Linked DNA regions of Gossypium hirsutum: region 2 is linked to region 1. A link is a contact called in public Hi-C data. All regions are on one chromosome and are shown on one strand. The core of a region is the stretch at or near the end of the contact, and the rest is flanking DNA. Distances in the headings are between cores, read along the strand shown.

Evidence for each region. A called contact is a pair of places that touch in the nucleus more often than the background predicts.
Region 2: a contact with region 1 is called in a Hi-C map of leaf, with 4 times the contacts expected there. The contact joins the enhancer-like site here to the promoter of LOC107902613 in region 1. A contact is called at or near these places in 11 of 34 Hi-C or Micro-C datasets (callus, fibers, leaf and 2 more).

The regions. Positions count from the first base shown.
Region 1 is chrA11:118,600,390-118,608,274 of Gossypium_hirsutum_v2.1, forward strand. It overlaps LOC107902613 (beta-glucuronosyltransferase GlcAT14A), which reads left to right and starts at 5,142. Exons shown (of 5, transcript XM_016828764.2): 1 at 5,142-5,399; 2 at 5,986-6,684; 3 at 6,768-6,843; 4 at 6,930-7,045; 5 at 7,135-7,739. The coding sequence starts at 6,123. The coding sequence ends at 7,634. LOC107902594 (protein SPA1-RELATED 3) reads right to left here. Exons shown (of 10, transcript XR_005904578.1): 9 at 7,123-7,605; 10 at 6,996-7,021.
Region 2 is chrA11:118,652,324-118,660,208 of Gossypium_hirsutum_v2.1, forward strand. LOC107902645 (a long non-coding RNA gene) reads left to right here and starts at 729. Exons shown (of 2, transcript XR_005904581.1): 1 at 729-842; 2 at 2,115-2,816. Within about 2 kb of position 3,883, at least 1 of the 9 cell types and tissues checked has an H3K27ac peak or open chromatin away from gene starts, as enhancers often do.

The sequences.
Region 1 (7,885 bases), core at 3,892-6,391:
ACACTCTTTACTGTGTTGCCTCATCTGTGCAATTGTTGGACTGGCCCTCAATGGAGGTGGTTCAGCATCATTCTCGACCACATTCCACAAATCATGCGCTTGGAGTATGTCTTCATCTTAACTACCCAAATGTGGTAGTTCTCTCTAGCAAATACAGGTGGTGGTGGTGGTGTAAAACTCATCTTTCCAGCAACAAAACTAACCAACAAAAATAGCTTCTGCTTCTTTACTCTCAAATACAAGTCACTCACAAACAACACACAACCAAGGTCCTCAAATACTTAGGCTCTTGATACCATTTGTTGAGTTTTTAAGATTACAAAACAAGAACAAAAGAACTAAAATTTGTGTTGAAAGACGAAAACAGAAGCAAAACTCAGATGTTGAAGGAGAAACAAAAAACTGACTTCTCTCTTACATTTTTGTTAAAGAAAAATGTACATATATAATACTATTACATTAAAAGAGCAATAAATTTAACTTGTGCAAGTAAACAAACTTTAAAAACATTATAATGATAACCTGAGACCTGTCTAGAACTGGTAAGTACTTGACTAACTTTATCCAGTCAAAAAGTTTTTGTCAAATCATATACAGGTTGCTTGTTACAAAAGCATACTTCATCCGGACAACATACGTACATTTGTAGCTTCTGTATTTTATTTGGGTAACATACAGCAGCTTGACCTTTTACGAGTTGCATGCACTTCATCCGCATGACTTGCTCTGCATGGTCTGCTCCTTGGCTGCTTCATATGCTGCATATAGGCCAACTTCAACAAAATTTGATAGTATTGAAATTAATCCTGGAGATACAGTTGTACTTCCAAAGCATTGCAAGGGTGTGAGAAGTTTAAACGATATTGGATTGAGGGATGCAACTGATTTGAATGAATATATTTTCATCCAAATGCCATCTGCTTCAAACACTCGAGTCCTTGAGACTCGGACCTTTAATAAATCTGAATGTCATAGTTAGATCTGGTGTCGAAAATTCATCGGGTGGCAAGGAACAAGTACCATCAAATTTGCTTTTCCCAAACATTGAGGGGTATTGCAGTAAAAATGGGGTTATAGATTGTGATTCCCTCGAATTAATTGAAATAGAACATTGTCCAAAAGTAAAGCAGATTCCTCTATATCTTCCACAGCTTGAGATTGATGAAGAAGGAAAACCATCTCCGTCTAATCCTCTCGAAGAAATCCGTGTGGATTCAAAAGAATGGTGGAAATCAATGGAGTGGGATCACCCTATTTTCGATGTTAAGAATGTTCTTCGACCCTTGGTCAAGATCTGGAATGACAGAATACGGAATAAGGTGTCTGTTTAAAACCATAATAATGTAGGTAAGTCTTTTATCATACAATTGCAAATCTAGCTAGTTTTTTTCCTTTTTCTTTCTTTTTATTTCATTTTTCATTGATACATGCATACAATGGAAGAAGAAGATGGAGGAGGAGGAGGTTGTGTTGTTCTTTGCTTTGCACTTCTAGAGGTTTTCAAGATTCCGCTACTGAAAAACTTCGCTTTGTTGATTACACTTATTCTAACATTGTTGGTTGATCTTACATTTCAACTTAGAGTTAGTTTGTGAGTTGATCTTTCATATTTGTGTGTTAGAGGTTTGATTTTACTTTTGGTGATGCATTTATGATTTCATATAATATTTGGTAAACGTGTGAGAAGTTTAAAATAATATTAGATTGAGAGATGCAATTGATTTTAAGGGATATAACTTGAAAAAGTATGTTGACTTTGTATTTTGATTTTACAAAAAGTTTTGAATGTTTGAAAAAGTTATTCTATAAAATAGAATGAGAATATCTCATTAGATTAAATTATGTATCACACAAAATTTCAACTTGATTTAAGGATAAAATTTTTTTATTGAAAATTTGTTCAAACTCCAAACAATTAATACTTCAAAGATTTTTCTAAAAAGAGTTAATCTCTCTTCTACACCGATATTCCATAAAAATAACTGTAAATAATAAGAAAATTTTAAATTAAGATTTAATGCACATATTACCCTATAAATTTTATAGAAAATGAAGTTTTTTCCTTGACAATAAGAAACGAAATAAAAAAAAAGTAGGTTTATTCGTGGGTTGTATGTTTTCTTCTATAGTTATAATTATATTAATATAATATATCTAATAAGCCATGTTTATCGACCGGATTGGATTTATGTGTGATGTCGATCTTATATATTTGTTTGGAGCTGAGTATATCTATTTTTATAGTAAAGAATAAATCTCAAAATTATATATAAATTTTGATTTGGTGCATTTAGATACATTAAATTTTAATTGTGGTTTAAATATATACAAGAAAATTTAATTTTTATTCAATCATACACATTTAAAGAAATAAATACATCAATTTATTTTTTTATTATATAAATATAATTATTTGTATATACAATATATAAACATAAAATAATGTTATATTAATAATTTATGAGAATTTGATCAAATCAAATTTTCATTTATAAAATTACATAAAATTAAATTTCTTATATAATTTTGAGATTTATCTCTTATAAATATAAACAATTTAACAAACTTTTAATTATAATATAATATATTTAATTATCATATTATATAAATTATTATCATAATATATAAGTCTTGAGTTATATGGAGCAGTAGTTAAAATTTTTATATAATATTGTAATACTATATATTACTATAAATTAAATTTGTGTATATATTATAAATTATATAATATATTAAAAATATAAAAACAGATCGGACTCAAGTTTAAATTTAAAAAGATTTAAGTTTAATCCATATTTTTTAACGACTTTGACAAATTTTACACAGGACTCAAATTATCATGTAGGAAAAGGTTGATAAACATGATTAGGAATGAAGATAAGCCCACGAACTTAAAGGTTAAGAAGTCAACAAATGTTGGATCAATCCGCATTAAATCTGGGTGGACTGGCAGTGGAAGCCGGTTACCAGTCAACATGAAATTCCCTTTTCTCCGACTCCAAATCAGAATCAGACGCCTGCCAAACAACGATGATACGTGGCGTAATGATTGGGAAACAGATCCCATCATCATCATCATGGATTTCCGCATCTTTATTGTATTTCTTTAACAGAAAAAAGAAAGTTGAAACGTGGGGAGTAGTGTGAAATACTCAGAAGCAAAAATATACCAGCATTACAAGCCTTAATTTAAGCATGTTTAAGTTTCTCATTAAGGTACATAAATTCAGGGATTTTTTAATAAATTATCAATAGTTTGGAGGTAACATGTGTCACATTATACCTAAGTGGCGTATTAGATTGAAAGTGTTTAATTTAATGGTTGGATAAATCATATATCTTAAGTAGAATTTTGATCTCACATTCTAATTTTTTAATATAAATGTAATATCAATTATTAATTATTTTACAAATTTTAAGGAAAAATATTTACATTTGAATATGACATGTATATTAAATATGTTTAATTCATATATACCAAATTTCATCAGAATCCAAAAACCATCTTTTACAAGTAACAAGTAAAATTTAAAGTTTAATAAGATACTAACTTTTAGATAAAACTATGCTACGTGAAAAAAGAAAAAAGGAAAAGATTTTTGCAATTAAATATAGTAATTAATAACTTAATTTGATGGATTTCTAATAAATTAAAAACAATAATTTATTTAATATAATAATTAAATATAGCAAATTTATAATGATAAAATTAGACATAATTCAGTGATTAAAATTTATATTATTTTTGTTCTTTATATTTGTTTGGCGATGAAAATGATAGAAGAATGAATAAAACATATAAATTTCCATCATAATCTGTTGGCTTTGATTATAATGATTTAATTAAATTTAATAGCAAAATAGGGGAGTTTTCTTTTTATTATTTAATGAAAGCATTTTTATAAATTGATTAATGCGTTTTTTGTTGGATATTAATACATGACTTTTAAACTATTATATGTAGATTTAATTTTTTTTATTTTCGATTTTAGTCTAATTTGTATCATAAAGTTTATTTTAGTCCTTATATTATTAAAAAAAACATTTTAATTTTTGTACATTTCAAAAGTTAATATTTTAGTTCTTACATGTTAACATTATCGTTAATGGAATGATATAACTTAATAGTGGCTAACTTAGCATTAAATAAAATTAAATCAAATTAAAGGTTAAGAAATTGATTTTTCTTTTACCCCAAATTGTTTTCAATTCTTTTTTTTTTTTACATAATTGTTATGTTTAAATTATTGTAGTTTGGTCTACCTCAGTTACCGTTAAGCCACATAATTCCATTTATTTTCAAGACAAATAAACTTTTAATTTGATGTAATATTTTAATGCCACATTAATCACCGTTAAATGATATTATTCCATTAATGGTAAAATTCACATGTAAGACTAAAATGTCAGTTTTTCAAATGTACATAAAGTAAAATTTTCCTTTTTAACGATAGAAAGACTAAAATAAACTTTTTTTAAACTCATAATAAAGATTAACAACCTCAAAAATAAATAATGTTTTCAGTTTGGAATTTATTTTTAAATCTACGACAATAATCCATTATAATTATATTTCTTTTCTTGCCAAACCACTCAAACTCGAGTTTAATTAGATAAAAAAAATTAAGATAATGACAAATTTAATTTCGAATATTTATTTTTTTATCGTTTTAATCTTAATTCTTTTTTTTATTATTTTGGCCCATGACTTTTTACATTAACATATATATATATATAAATAATTTACAAGCATTACATTATCTTCAACAAAATAACAAAATATGTACATTTCAGATTTAAATATGTAAGTTTAATTGTTAATCTTGTTAAATTTATGTTCATTACAACGTTGATTTTTCATTATATGCCTATCAATGGAGTATTTTCTTCTTCTTTTTTAATTTCAAAATGTCTCACCCATGACTTTATAAAAAAAATTAATAGGTTTAACAATTGAACTTAAATTTTAAAACTTGAAAAATAAAAAGATTAAATTTCAAATATAAAAGAGTACATGGACTTGAACCATATTTTAACCTAATAATAAACGTTCAAACAAATCTGACTTGCCAATAAATATGAATATACGGCTCCTACGTTAGGCAAATAAAATAAAGAGTCTGTGCAACTTGTCGTGTTCAAAGTCTGCTTCAATTTTTTTTTTTTTTTTTTTTGCAAATTTTTGCAGTCCATGGTCAATCCAAAGAACTCTTGTGGATTACCGGAAACTCCAAAGCCTTAGATACAGATTAAAGGAAAAAATAAAAAAAAGAAGAAATTTTTTACTAACTTAAAAACTCTGTTCTTTATCACATCAATTCATAAAAAATAGAACTTTGGGACTTCTTTTTCTTCCAACTTGTACTCTTTTTTTTCTGTTTACCACTACAAAATATCAGGTTTGTTCCTTAAATTTTCATGTTCTTTTAAAGTTTTCTTGATTTTAGATTTCAGTTTATATTCATTGAACTTTTAAAAAAAATAATTCTGATTCTGCTACAAATGCTATGTAATCAGTCCTATATTCATTTAACTTTGTGATTTTTTATCCATTAAATATTTACTTTTACTTTGCTTGCACTGATAGCTTTATAGCTTTATGATTCTGATATATATATATATATTTTTTTTTTAAAGATTTGGGTTTTGTTTATTTTGTCAAAGAGTTGATTTTCTGGGTTTTTCTTAATGTATACAATTTTTAATTCATATTTTTTTTTGCAATATAAAAGTTGAATAAAATCATTTGCTTTATAATAACTTTTCTTCAGAAACCAGATACCATAGAGTAGCTTAATGACACTGCATGTTTAACTAATTGTTCATATTATATCGTCCACCTTTTTCTTTGTTTGTTCTATACTTCATACTCTTTTATAATTCTTTGAAAAGTTTTCAGTTTCTTTATGATAAGGGAATTAGCATTACAAGCTATGTTCTATTTTATTATAAACTAATATGATTCTTGTTTGTGCATTTAAACAGCTATACGGAGGTATATTTTGGAATATGTATATAAGAGGAAATGTCTTGATTTGAAGATTTATGGTACTTTTGGGTACCATTTGCAATTGAATTCTATATTTTATGTTGATGATAAGCTGAAGATTTAAGGACTAACAATGGCGCCCTCGGAAATGGAGAAGAAATGTGTGTGCCCTGTGGTGCTTAGTTCACTTGTATGTGCGTTTGTTTTTGTTACTTCCTTAAATATGGGGCTTGTATCTTCGGTTCACAAATTCAACTCGATTTTCCCCATTTTTTCGGCTCATCAAAGGACGTCGGAATATGCTGAATCGAAGATTGAGTTAGGTACACCGCCACCTGCTGGTCCGACGTTACCTCGTTTTGCTTATTTGGTTTCGGGATCAAAAGGTGATTTGGAAAAGCTTTGGAGGACGCTTCATGCGTTGTACCATCCTCGGAACGAATACGTAGTTCATTTGGACCTCGAGGCACCACCTGAGGAAAGATTGGCACTTGCGTCCCGGATCGATAACCATACAGTTTTCAACAAAGTTGGGAATGTTTATATGATCAGTAAGGCTAATATGGTTACTTATAGAGGGCCTACAATGGTTGCTAATACACTCCATGCTTGTGCTGTTCTTCTTAAGAGAAATAAAGATTGGGATTGGTTTATAAATCTCAGTGCATCAGATTATCCTCTAGTGACTCAAGATGGTTAGTCTCTAATCATATGCTTAAGTTTTGAGTTTTTCGATTCTACATTGGCACCTGTTGATCTATTAGTTTGTGATCTGCAGATCTTGTTTATACATTTTCGGCTTTAAATCGGAACCTTAACTTTATAGAGCACACAAGCAATCTTGGTTGGAAAGCGTAAGTTGTCTCCCTTGTTCGTTCTCAATCAGAAGATCTTTACGTATGCCTAAAAGGCCAAAATGTTTTGCCTGTTGTTTCTGCAGGAATGAAAGAGCTAAGCCTTTGATTGTAGATCCTGGACTTTACAAGTCAACCAAGTCTGATATATATTTGGCCACCCCAAGGAGAACATTGCCTACAGCATTTAAACTATTTACTGGTTAATACTCGTGTTCAGAACAAAAACGGTACATTTGTTTCAGCTTACAAGATTTGCTGTTAACTGTTTCGGAACACCTTTGATTGCAGGTTCGGCATGGACAGTTTTATCTCGTCCGTTTGTAGAGTTCTGTGTTTGGGGTTGGGATAATCTACCAAGAACACTTCTCATGTATTACACAAACTTCGTCTCCTCCCCTGAAGGCTACTTCCAGACAGTCGTATGCAACGTTCCCGAATTTGCCAAGACGGTTGTCAACCATGATTTGCACTATATTTCGTGGGATAATCCCCCGAAACAACACCCACACATCCTTAACATTAATGACACAGATAAGATGATACAGAGCAACGCAGCATTTGCCCGGAAATTTAAACACGATGATCCCGTCTTGGACAAGATTGATGCAGATTTGCTTGGCAGGGCAAAGGGGAGTTTCACTCCTGGCGCTTGGTGTTCCGGCAAACCAACATGTTCAGAAGTTGGGGACTCGAACAAGATCAAGCCAGGTCCAGGAGCTCAAAGGCTTTGCCAACTCATAGCTAGGTTAGCTATGAAAGCTAATAATGGTCAAGATCAGTGTAGATAGATTTAATTATATGGAGAAATTGAATCAACGAGGAATACAAACATCAGTAAAAAAAATTGTATCTAATAGAAAAACTTCAATAATAACACTGCTTATTTGACCTAATCTTGATTATCATTAGATCCTGTTCAAGTTCGGGTTCAGATTTACAGTTTGGATAGTTTTGGGTGGATTCTCAAATCCGGGTCATCATCTTTGCCTGCTCTGCTTCCCCATGAACTTGATCAACATCAAAATATTTATGAATAGCT
Region 2 (7,885 bases), core at 2,633-5,132, 51 kb after region 1:
AAATATGCTACGATGTCTTTTCAAATGAACTTTAACTTCTTGTAGTTAATATTTTAATTGATGTTTTAATAAATTTATATTTTTTTTCCTGTGTTTGACTAATGTGAATCAACATATATATATGTGTGTTGTTTTTGGTGATTAGTTAAAAAAAATATAATTAAAAATGTATCAAGAACTAAATATTTCATGATTTATCTTCATATTAGTTTGTTGTATAATAATATAGTAAAGATATGATATAATTAGAATTAATTATGTTTTTAGCTTTGTTCGTGCAATAGAATAAATATGATTTAAAAATTATTATGCCTTTGTTATCATTCTATCTAACTCAAACTTTAATTAATGTGCTTTTAAGAAGTAAAAATTATAACAAACAATAATTATTAAAAATATGATTGGATTGATAATTAAAATATATAATATTTTAGAATCTCGTGTATTGACCTGATGGTTAAGATGTTCATTGCCTCAAGTGTGACTTGAGTTCAAGTTGTACTAGTTACGTTGATGTTAGGGCTTTATCTTTCTCTTATAATTCACCAATATATGTCGATTGAACTAATAATTTAATCGATTTAATTGATGATATATAAATTTAAAGTAGATAAATTTTATTTAATTATAATTAAATGGATTGAATTCAGAAATCTAAATCTTTTATATGAAGGAACCCATGTTGCTTCTTGGGCTTCATTTTCTATATACTATTTGAACCATAAAAGGCTAGTCCAATTTCACTCCATTGAAAAAGTGTTATTTATTTCAATAAACCTCTAGAAAACCCAGCGGCGACCACCAGTTGCCGGATCCGAATCTTCCTTTGCATAAAATTCAGCGTAAGTTTTCTTTTCATTAATTGTATATTTATTTCTTTGTTTATATATTGTTCCTCTTCTTTTTCTATCTATTCCTTGATTCCTAGAAGAAGAAGGTTTTAGTATACGTAGGAAACCAACGAAAAGGGCAAAAAAAACGTGTTTTCGAGGCAAAAAGCTTGTATTATAAGAACAAAGATTCAAATTTTACCCTTTCAAAGTATTAATTTGATTGATTATTGTTTTTATCTATCTGGGTTTTTCTTGTTCTGTAGAATTATGGCTGCTTTTTTTTTTTTGAATTTGGACTAAACTGATAGGGGAGAAAATTTTATTTCATGTTCATGGTATTTGTTTTCTTTTGGATGGTGGAAAGCTAAAAGGTAAAGAAATAAAATGGTGCAATATAGATTTGTTCTTGACTTATTTTTTAGAATAAATGGATATGAGGGTATGTGACTGCAGCTGAAGATCTTTGGCCTTTGTTTTGGAGTTTGGATCCTGGAAAATGTTATTTAGCTTTAGGTGAAGATGAAATTATATACCATCACTCGATAGCAATGTTGAAATGCTTAGATACAAAGAGGAAAACTTGCATTTTAATTTCAGTTACTCATTGTTATGTACTTCTAAATTACTCAAGGAATAAATTACACAAATTTGATTTGCTTTGGAACTGTTACTTTGCTGGTCTTTTATGTTATTAGTATTAGTGTTCAGTCGAATTGTATGATCGACCTAGTGGTCATCAGATACACTGCTTCAGAGAATTGGTTTAGTTTCAGGTTCTTATATTTTGCTTTCATTATATAACAAATCGATACTTATGTTTTAAGTCTTTGTGAAGTTTATTTGACATGTAAGAGAGAATGTTGGAGAAGCATAAAATGGTATTTCTATTTTGAACATTTCAAGCTTTCTTTTTTGGGTGATAATACCCCGGTACCAATATTATTCACTTGACCAGCTGTTTTCAGTATTTTTATACACAAACCTGTCATTTCTACCCAATGCATACATTACTTAAAACTCTTCATTTTTGTTAAGGTATATATGTCCGACACTCATGTTTGATACATATTTGGATGTAGGTATCCACCAACATGTGAAAAAAACTTAGAAAAATTGAGCATGCTCTTGTTGGATATATACCCATATACTATACTTATTCCCGAGTCCAAGTAATATAGCCTGGTGCAGTTATAGTCATGCTAGATAGGCTATTGTTATGTTGGTTGTGCTTTTGCTTTCACAATATTGATTAATTGGACAGCGTACAATATAAATTTGCAGATGCTTTGGTACTTGAATGGCCAAAAAGGAAAAATAATTGACATTAGCTGCAGTTTGTTGTTGTAATATGATTCCTCATTCCTGTTATCACGGCCAATATTGATTTTCTTCGACTTTGTGATGAAATTTCTTCATTTTCCTTGCGCATTAAACTTTGATTCTGTTTCAAAGTACCTTGGAATCACTTACTTCCGGAGAAAATGGGTGGGTTGCCTACACAAAATACATCTACGTTAGCTTTGCCCGGCTTGCAGCAAAATCAGGAATCAGCAAAACCAACAACCGGTGCAGAATCAAAGCCAAAGAAGAAAATTTGCTGCGCTTGCCCCAAGACAAAGAAGCTCAGAGATGAATGCATTGTACAGCACGGTGAAGAAGCTTGTGCAAAATGGATAGAAGCTCCTCGTATATGCCTTCGTGCAGAGGGCTTCAATGTTTGAGATTTGATACACAAAGTTTATAGAGTGAAAACATTTAGTTACAAAACCATTTACACATATTATTTGAAAAATCTAAGAAATAAAGGACAGATACATTTTCTTGCCCTATTGATGTTGGATTCATCCCAACTGTTAAATTTTCATGTATTTTCCTTTGTTATGAGGCTGTTTAGCCTTATCTAATCTCTTGGAACAGCCACAATACTTTCATTTGTAACTGGTTTGAGTTCAGACATTAATGGTGATAAAAATGCTTCATGTATATATGTTTCATCGTAGAGACAGAGATATATATAGTAAGGATACTTCATTAACCAGATAAGGCCATAAGCATAGCCATTACATCATAGTAAAGGATACAAAGGTTAACTGACAGATATAAGTCACCACACAAACTACAACAGACAAATTATTCAACCTTAAATTCATTATTTAGATCCCTATATATGCCATGACCTGAAGCATGACCATTGTATGTTGGCTTAGTGGCCACAGGTGCAGTCTGTGCAGCTGCAGCCAGTACCGCACTTGCACTTGCCATCGTTCTCAGCTGGAGCATCCATCACAGCAGTGTTGATGTAGCTGCAATTAGAACAACAGAACAGATTATATAATTAACATATCATTTCCCATATTTAAGTTTCTTGATTCTCCGATTATAATTAGGATCCATATAGCCTCTATTTTTCCAAAAGCATATATCATCCTCTAAATATTTGAGAAACTTGTATCTTGACACGTATAAACCAACATCCAACCGTCAACCCGAGCTCGAGTAACATAGTTATGGATGGTTCATATATAAAATTTGCAGATGTTAGAGATTCAGAGTGCTTGAAAAGCCAAAGTATATACCTCTTCTCAGTCTCAATGATCATGGTGTTGCTGTTTCCCTTCCTGTAGGCATAGAAAAAGCACCAAAAAAAGGCCTTAGTTTTAATACCACACAACTTTGACATACAATAAACATGAAAAAAACAATATAACATACACAACAAGACATTGTTTCAGCTCGTTTAAGACATAGTTTCAAGCAACAACACAAGGGTAAAGGTAAGAGCATCATGGATTACTTACGTGCATTGGCTGCGGTCAGCGCAGTCACAGTTGCCGCACCTGTCAGACATGGTGAATGTGGGAAGTTTTTTGAAAGTGAGAACTTGGGGTTTTTGAGTTTGTAACTTGTGTTAAGGTAGCTTATAAGATTGCAATGGAATGGGTTTAAGAGCATGGTGATGTATTTATAGATGGTGAAATGGGGGCAGTGCAGAGGGAGGAATAGGATTAGTGGATATGTAAGTAAGGCCCACATAGGCATGAGAAAAGCACACGCCTCTCGGGGAAAAGGCATAAGGAATCTTCATAATGGAGGGCTTGGCTTCCTATCCTCCCCTCATGTCCATCTCATTTCCCTTTCTTTCTTTTATATGTATTATCTCCTTTAATTCAGTTTAGGTTAAATTAAAAATTGTTAGGTGAAGGTCAATGAATTCTTGGTAGATCTATTCTTGGCTAAGGTCCAAAATTTTGAAATCTCGAGTTTGTATCCCACTATTGAGAATTGGGATGTGTGGATCTTCTTCTCACAGTTTTTGTGTATATGTTTTATGTGGATTTTATAAGATTATTTTTAAATTAGTTCAATTTTTGTTTGATTCTTCTTAAACTACATTATAATTGATTGGTCATATATTTATACTTTTGTTATGGTTATAACTTGTACATGTTTTGTACTTGTACTTGTGAAACTTTCAAAAAAAATTGTTAGGTGAAGCTGAAAAGATTTTCAGAGACCAAAGAATATTTACACTATTATTTAAAGCTTTGATTGAGTTTATGTTACCCATTAACTTGGTCTCAATTCAGTTATGAAATTATCAAAAATTCATTATTATTATTATTTTTATATATACAATCAAGAAAAATACATGTACATGATGAGATTTGAACCCAAAACATTTGAATTTGTAACATAAAGTTTTTTATTTCCATTGGATGTATATATAAATGTTTAAAGTAAAAAAATTATAAAATATATTTTATTTTATTTTTTTGGTGAACTACAAGTGGAGAACAAAACCCTAACAGCAATGCGATTAGCGCGACCATTATAAGAATATTTAAAAAAATTAAGTGTTATGAGTTAGATCGACTTTGGCTAACAATTCTTTTTCCTCTCAATCTTGATTTAATTCGATGATGAACAATCTAAGTGTAAGAAATATTAAATTTAATATTATTATTGCAAATAATATATAATTTTTTCATAATAAAATATGAATTTTAAAGTTTTATAGTTAATTAAAAGATCTATAATATTAGTAAAAATCAAACTAAAAACTTTTGGAGGTCAAACATAATTTACTATTTTTGGATGATTGTTTAAAGAACTAAAATCTAATTTTACAAAAAATTTATCCGTTGCCATCATTATTATTGCAACATGCAATAGGACCTAGTTTTTAAGTACGTTTAAGTGGGCGTCATCTTTCAATTTAAAAGTTTGAGAAAATTTATGGGTTTAAGTATAATATGCATTTAAACCGCACTAAAATCTATGTTCTCCTACATGTTATAACAATAACTATGTCAAATAAATTAAAGCTCAATTAAGTGTATACTTATTTTTTTAATATTCAAATTTATATTTTTTAATTTTTTTAAATATATACGAAATAAAAAATATAAAAAATAGGCGAGATAATAAATTATTTAACAGGATAAACGATTATTTAAAACCAAAATTAAAATGGACACCTCCAACCAAAGAAAGATTTAGGGGGGCTGGCAGGGGCCTCAGACCCCTAAAATGTAAAATTTTTATTTAGGTCATTAAATTTTTTTAAAAAATTTAAATTAGTAAAGGTAAAATTATACTTTGACCTCCTAAAATTATAAAAATTTAATTTAATCTTTTAAAAATTAAAATTTCATTCAGCCCCTTTAAAAATTTGTTCTTACTTCACCCTTACCTCCAACTATCACCATCAAAATCTTGGCTCTTCTTAGTGGTCCTTTATTAGAGAAATTGGAGATATATTTCAAGATTCTTATGTGTTTCTTTTCAAGATTGATAGAAAATTTCTTGATGCTATTGTCAAAAAGTTGTAGGAAGGAAAATGGTAATCTATGAAAAAAAAAAGAAAAAAGAAGAAGCTTTCAATTTTAATTTGTCACAGCATTTAAAATTTTATTTATTTTGAGCATATATATATATATATTTGTATAAGCAAAATGTAAGTGGCAGTTAAATCATTCATGATCACATGCTTTGATAAAACATATTTGTGGGTTGAGAATCTTATATCTCATCACCTCTATTTTATTTTGTTTTTTTAGAGGAATTTTATTTAAATTTAAATTTCTTTTTTCTTTTTAGTGGAATAAAGTTGACTGAACATTTACATATTTTTCAGAATTTCCCATATGTTGGATAACACTTTGGTTTGCAATGTCAAAAATAAGAATAAATTCATTTTTATATTATATATATGTCTAGTTGCTTCATCAAGTGAATAATTTATAATAAAAAAATCAAGAATAGATTGTATGAAACTGTAATCCCACGTCATTCTTATCCCTTTCTAATAAGAGAATGACAAATCAGATTTTTAGCTTTTTCTTCTTGAAAAAAAATCAAATCCAACTAAAAATGCTAAAAATCAGGAGAAAAAATCTGATTTGTCATCCTTTTATTGGAAATGGATAATGATAATGTGGAATTAGAATTTCATATAATTCTTTCTCAAAAAGAATATGGCATAATCTTTAATACTATTATTTTGATGAATTTTTATTAATTTATTAAAATTTTGGAAATGAGTATTCAAGTCCCTACAACTTTTTTTTGGCTTCTTTAAATTGCAAAAAGAAAAACTAGAAAGTAAAATGATACTAATTTAATACATAAAAGATATATTTTCCCTTGTTCTTGATGAAATAATTTTTTAAATAAATAAATAAATAAAATAAAGATAAATTTAAAAAAAAATTCCCTATCAAGATCACGCATTTTTCTCCCACTTTCCATATGCCTCTAAGAGTGTAGGTCATTGGTATCTCTATTCCCCCACTAAAATTATTTGGCATAAAGGACCTTAAATATTCACCCTCCAAATGTAAGGCATCTCCCTTTGAAACACTGAAAGAGAATGTGTGTACATATATATATATATCTTGATAAGATTTGTTGATGCTAGAATTGAGTCCCATTTCAGAATTATCATCTAAAATTTGATTTAATTTAACACATTAAATCAATTGTACGGGTTGTAATAAAATTACACTCATATGCATATTTTTATCTAAATCTGAATTTTCAAAAAAATAATTTTGATTTATGTTTTTGTGACACAACCCATATCTTATAAAATAGATTGAATCATGATACTAAATAATTTTATAATGATGATGTACGAGCCTAATTAATTTAAATAAAAAAATATTTTTTTTAAAAAATAAAATTTAATTATAAAATATATAAAATATTAAATATTTTTAAAGGGTTTTTTTTAGCTGGTGATATTAAGTTTTTGGAAGGTGTCTAAATCATTCATATTTATGAGAAAAAGGAAATAAAAAATAAAAAAGGAAATAAAAAAAGAGAGAGAATAAAACCAATGATGAAAGAAATAAGTAGGAGTGTAAATTACTCCAATTTCTGTTATAAGTTTATCTTTTGAAGTAGATTGCCAATAATTACAAACCAAAGACCTTGTTGATAGTGAGTTATGGCAATTGCTTCTTCAATTTGCTAATGTTACATTTGGATAATTTTCAGATATGGGGTTGCCTTCCTCACTAATAACTTTCCTTTCTCTTTTTCACATGACATGTCCATATCAAATTTTGTTGGATTGTGTGAAAAAATCAATTTTTTGATAGTATGATGATTCGTTTGTATTTTGTATTGATTTGAATTTATTATGATTATATTGTATTTATATTTATAAATTCTCAAAAATAGAAATGCACACTTGAAGCTCTCTTTAAATCCCACAATTAGACTACCTATTTATAAACTTACAAAACTTCAACTCTAAATAAGAGATAGTGAGATGATTATAGGAGTTATTTGTTGATCACCATATTAATTATCAACAAAATAACCTTCAATTATCACCAAAATTGTGTGCATTGACCTCAAAGTTTTTGTTTTGCTCGATAATTATTAAATAAATATAAAGTGAATGATATATTGCGTCAAATCTGGTACCTTTCAAATCAGTATTAAGTACAATTGTAAGTTCGATCAAATTTTACTTTTAAATTAAAATAAGATTGTATAATTATTCTCAAAATATTAATTAATTAATTAATTAATTAAAATTA